Linked DNA regions of Hordeum vulgare: region 1 is linked to region 2. Evidence: chromatin contacts called from public Hi-C data. All regions are on one chromosome and are shown on one strand. Each heading gives the region's core, a stretch centred on a gene start, on an enhancer-like site or on the middle of the called end of the contact. The rest is flanking DNA. Distances are from core to core; before and after follow the strand shown.

Evidence for each region. Hi-C and Micro-C count contacts between places; a contact is called where the count stands out from the background.
Region 1: a contact with region 2 is called in a Hi-C map of seedling, with 6 times the contacts expected there. The contact joins the promoter of LOC123425472 here to the promoter of LOC123429753 in region 2. A contact is called at or near these places in 2 of 6 Hi-C or Micro-C datasets (leaf and seedling).

The regions. Positions count from the first base shown.
Region 1 is chr2H:120,300,209-120,302,908 of MorexV3_pseudomolecules_assembly, forward strand. LOC123425472 reads left to right here and starts at 1,371. Exons shown (of 1, transcript XM_045109175.1): 1 at 1,371-1,804. The coding sequence starts at 1,371. The coding sequence ends at 1,610. It overlaps LOC123425470 (zinc finger SWIM domain-containing protein 7), which reads left to right and starts at 1,621. Exons shown (of 5, transcript XM_045109174.1): 1 at 1,621-1,704; 2 at 1,853-2,099; 3 at 2,210-2,315; 4 at 2,427-2,534. The coding sequence starts at 2,017.
Region 2 is chr2H:119,638,936-119,641,635 of MorexV3_pseudomolecules_assembly, forward strand. It overlaps LOC123429753, which reads right to left and starts at 1,273. Exons shown (of 1, transcript XM_045113753.1): 1 at 1-1,273. The coding sequence starts at 1,022. The coding sequence ends at 21.

The DNA.
Region 1 (2,700 bases), core at 121-2,620, 660 kb after region 2:
GAAGAATCCTATTGCTAATTGATTCCTCATTTTTGTCATCATCACACGTATCATCCAAATGTACAACCTAATTAATGATAATTGAGTTTTGCTTCGCAGAAAAACATGTCATTTCGTCTCCCGGTGCAACGCACGGGCATGTTTTGCTAGTAATCCCAATTCGCGTTTGGATATTTGGACCGGTCGGCTGGTTCTGAAACAAGGAAATACTAGATGCTGTGACGTTATCGCAATTGCACTCAAGCTTGGGATTAGGATTGAGTGTCGCGGGCTGACAGCGCCCAGAGCAGATTCCTGCTCTCTGCACCCGTCGCTTCTCCCGCACGGGAGAGACACGGACGACAGGCAGCGCTTTGTAGCAGTTGGAACCCCAAAAGCAGCCCCGGCCTTGTCCATCGCGGGCGGAAAGCTGGGGCCACCGGGACACGCGACCCAGCGCCCGAGAGGCACGGCCATGGCGCCGCGACGCACGCACGCTCTCCCTCCCTCTCTCTCTCTCTGCCGCTTGCCGCTGCATGGCCGCTGGCTTCTGGTTCTGCAAAAGGAGAGAAAAGAAAGATGCCGGGGCATGCATAGGCTCCGGAGCTCGCTCAAGGCCTTTCCCTCGCGCATGGAAAGCCGTGTCCCCTGTTTCCCGGGCCGCCCACCTAATCTGCCGCTAACCTCCGATTCTTCACTCACTAAACCCCTCAGCAAAAAGCGACATGGACACCTGTGCGTGCCTTGTCCGGGACTCCCACAGTCCCAATTCTTAATCCCCCCAAGATTAACCTACCATCTCCACAACATAAGACATGGAGATGGAGATGATATTTGACTATTTATTTTGACATGGAGATGGCTTGAAGTTTGAACCACATTTTATTTCTTTTGGCACTTGGAACCAGTTGTAATAATTTCACTTCGAAACAGAGTAGTGCCAGCAAGCAACGAATGGGTCAGGGACAAGAGCCCGAACGGACCTTCTGCTGATGTCTGCGCCTGCTGCCCGCTGTTGCCGAGATTCTCTGCGTGTGGCAACCATTCCTACCCTTTCAGTCATGCGGTATACATGGCCGAATGATTGTGTCCTCGCAGCCCCTCTCCTCCCCTCGCTCGCTAGGGCAGTATAAAGGGCTTTCCCCAACTTTGACTGTTGCACATTCATTCTCCCCGTCAAAACGACGCGTGCTACGCCAGTCTGCAAATGCGCTCAGGTTTTCTCTCGGCCGCGCGCGCTGTTACATTGGCATTGGCAGCAGCAGAGCAGAGCAGTACGTAGCACACCAACCTTCTCTGGTGCACGCAGACACACACACACAGAGCGGCAGGGTACAGCCCACTGATCCATCCATCCATCCACTCTGTCTGGTGTCCTCTTGCCCCCATGAATGCATGAGATGGCCAGCCACAGGTTTCTTTTCTTCTTCCTCCTCCTCTCGGCGCTGCTCGCGAGGGTGGCGGCCGGAGGGGACGGCCACGCCGCCGGCACGAGCGGGGCGCGCCCGCCGGACGTGGCGTTCGACGTGCGGGCGAGGAAGTGGTGGCCGCGCGTCCCGGCGACGGACGGCCTCGTCAGGGGCAGCGAGCGCCGGGTGCCCAACTCCTCCGACCCGCTCCACAACCGCTGACGTGATCACACCGCCGCTGCCTGCTCCGATCCATGGCGCTCTCGCATCGCCCCTCTAGTCTAGATCAGAGGCCCAAGATGCGCATACAAATGTGGTAGCTCATTTTGCCTTTTGTCGGCTCCACTGTTTTGTAATGAGAAAAATTGATCGGCGTTTTGCCGGGCTGTGCATACACATTTCACATTTCCTTCTTAGATGCAGTTTGCAGTGAGCAATTCGATTTTATTTTGTTTTCGCTTCAGTTTCTGCAAAAAAAGACCGGCCACGGTCCACGGACCCACCTGTCAGCCTACACCCCCGAAGGCTTCGCCTCTCCGGTCTCCGCCTCCGCTGCGGCAAAATATCAAACGGCTTGCGCGCGCGACCCACCAGTCCAGTGAGAGTGACCCACAGCAACCGCCGCCCGATGTCCGTCGCCCTCGCCGTGGCCGACGACGTGTGGGCGCAGATCAAGGCCGCGGGGCACGCCACCGACGAGCACCTGTCCATGTAAGTGAATCCAAACATGCCGGCCGGCACCGCCCGTCTTGCTCGGTTGTTATTCGAGAGTGCACGCCTCGCCGTCTCGGGCGCCTGACCGGGTTCTGGTGTGCGTGCAGCCTCGACCACCTGTTCGACAAGAACATGCTGCGCGCCTGCAAGATCCTCGACGAGGGCGGCGTCCGCCGCGTCACCGGCGCGCCCAGCGGCCGCTCGCTCTTCCTGGTCGGCTCCCGCGCCTTACCTTTCGGCTCCCACGGGGTGCTCGTGTTGTGGCCACCGAACTAGCAGGCGATCCGTCGGTTGACGACGGCTTGTTTTGGTTTGGCGCTGCAGGTGATGGGGGAGTCCAAGAGGAAGGAGGAGTACATCTGCTTCCCGGAGCACCTCTGCACCTGCTACTCCTTCTTCTATGACATCGTCGGCCGCGGCGACCAGCTCTGCGTAAGTGCCGTCTCTGTTACTTCGTCCGGCCATATTACTCACCGAGTCTTCGTGAAATTCTCGGTTAGACTAATGGATGTATTTGGAATCCAAAATAAAATAAGCATTGGGCTGTTGCAGCTGCAATTGGTAGCAGCTCTTGGCTACTGGAAATCTTATTTTGATA
Region 2 (2,700 bases), core at 23-2,522:
GAAACCTATAATCTTCTTCATCACCTGACTGAATCTGATTTGTCACCCATCATCATCTCAATCTCCTCGATTGAGCCTCCCTCCTCATCCAGGACTGCCAAACTCGATGATCGGCAAGTGAAGTAGAATACAGCACTCATCATTGAATCGATGAGCATCACGAAAGAGTACATGAGGATCAGCAATGGCCCCTCCCAGAGCCGAGATGAGCCATCCCCATAACTCAACGTCTTCACCCTGTGCTCAAACAGGCCCTCGACGAAGGCCAGACCAATGGTGGATACAAGAAAGATGAGCAGCCCCACATGGGTTTGTCCGCGCATCAGCTGCACCGACCGGCGCAGCGCATTGACCCCGGCCACGTCCTCAAGAACGGCAATGACTCCGCCGAGGCTGCACACTATGATGGTGTGCGCGTACACGATGGAGAACGCAAGCACCGTGAGGAGGCCCGCGGAGACGACAATGTCCGGCGGGTAGAGCATGGACTTGAGCGTGGAGCAGACGGTGACGAGGAGGGCGAGGAAGGCGGCGAGGCAGGCGGCGACGGCGGCGCACGAGAGGCCGTAGGTGGCGGCGAGGCGCGGCCAGGCGCGGCGCGCGAGGAGGGAGAGGTCGGCAGCCGGGAGGGGCTTGCCCGCGTAGACGGCCGCCACGGTGTAGGCGACGGCGGCGCGGGCGGCAAGGAGGAGCGTGAGGAGCGCCGGGAAGGAGACGACGGCGGCGACGAGCGTGGCGGCGAGGTGGTGCGCGAGCTGCTTGACGAAATGCGTGACGGGGACGCCCGAGTCGGCCGCGGCGACGAGGAGGCGGCGCGCGAGCGGCAGCACGGCGGCGCCCTCGAGCGCGGCGGCGGACAGGAGGAGGATCCCGGAGGCCGGGCAGAGCAGGAGGAAGAGCACGTAGGTGAAGGCGTGCGGGTCGGCGCGCAGCACGCGCACCGTCTCCCGCAGGATCTCCAGCGCGTTCATCGCCGGCAGCCGCACCGCCGCGGCCCCGCCCCCGTTCCGCGGGGGTGCCATCCCGCCGCTCCTCCGGGCCCGGGTCAGATCCGGGGCGAGATCAGGCTCTTCGGGCGACGACGTGCTCCGGCCAGCCCCCGCGCGCCAGGCAATGCGCCGCGGTGCGGAATGCGGCCGAGTGGCGGGCGGCGCGGGGTGGGATCCCGAGGGGCGGCAATGGAGTGGGGGGTGGGGGTGGGGGTGGAGGTGGAGGTGGAGGGGGTAGAAGCTTCTCCGGAGCAGAGATCGAGGGCTTTTGTTGAAGGGGGACGACGACGCGAGGGGAGAGAGAGGGTGACCCTGACACAGACTACCGACAGTTTACTACTGGTTTCTATGACACGTGGGACCCACCAGGGGGAAAGTTCCTTTCCGGCACTGCCATGTGGGGGCGGGTGGAGGCCTGGAGCTGGGTGAAGCTTCGTGGCACGCTCGTGTAGAGTGGGTCTCGTGCCTTGGTTTCCGCGCTGTGCAGTTTTCTCGTGCGGGTCAGTGGCGAGGCCATGGGGATCAACTGGGTCGCCTTCGTTTTGGGCAGAGACACTCATGAACAACGATGGCCACTGGCCTACTTTTTTGATGGCCTCGATGGCCACTGGTCTAAATAACGCTTGCGAATGCCGCTTTGGTTGACGCACATGTACGTAAGTCATTATCGTTACCGCTATAGGAAGCATGACTGATAGGAAGGCCACAAAACCGGCCCACTTGTTGGTTTGAGGGAGGGTCTTACACTAGAGAACTCACTCAATGATGCAAATAGCTACTCAAGCACTGAATCTGAAAGAGGGAAATGCCCTTTGTTTTCTTTCTTCTTCTAAATATATATATATTAATATGGCGGTATCCAGTCTTTGCATCAACAAGATGTTTGAAAGATATCCATGATGAACACAGCCTGAAAAAATAAAGACCTCATCACAATGAGCAACTCCTCTTAACGGAACAGACATACAAACCACCATCAAAGACAACATCCGAAAAACATAAAAGGTCTGCAAAGGCGATGCCTCTAGGGAGAAAACAATGCACAAGCAACGACACACCGTCGTTGCGTGTTCCAGCATCTTAGATTTTCATCCTCGAAAAAGTAGCTCTCGAAACAATACTTTCACCAAGGTAATTACCACGGACAACAAAGGAAGATCAAATTTTAAGTTTTCACTCTGAAAGAAGTCACGACTCGACATCCGAGGAGCATCACAAAAAATGAAATCCTCTAGTGCTGTCGGCCCCACTTGTCAGTGCTGCTTGCAAAAGTTATCAAACAACTGGCTGACTCCGTTGCGTCCAAGGCCCCCCTCCGCCTTACTGATACTCCGATCTCAGTCACCATGACTTTCTCCACCGTTGTCCATGCCATGAAAATCAAGATACCGACATGTGTCATGGTGTTAACAAACAAACAGAGCTTCGTGTCACATCCTCATGGAGCCACGTAAGCTAATATGGACGTGCACGACCAAATTCTATCTCATCCATATATCCTTGTGCAAGATCTCTTGCAGCCGTCCCGAAACATGTCAACGGCCAGATCGAGGAGGATTGATCATGTAGATCGTTGTCATAATGCGATAAGAGCACTAGAACCGCCACTACACCGCTGCCTCCACCATGCAAACACAATCGCCTCCATGACGAAGGACACCGGCCCGCGCTGCGTACAACATCCATCGCCACCCCTCACTTGGACGATCTA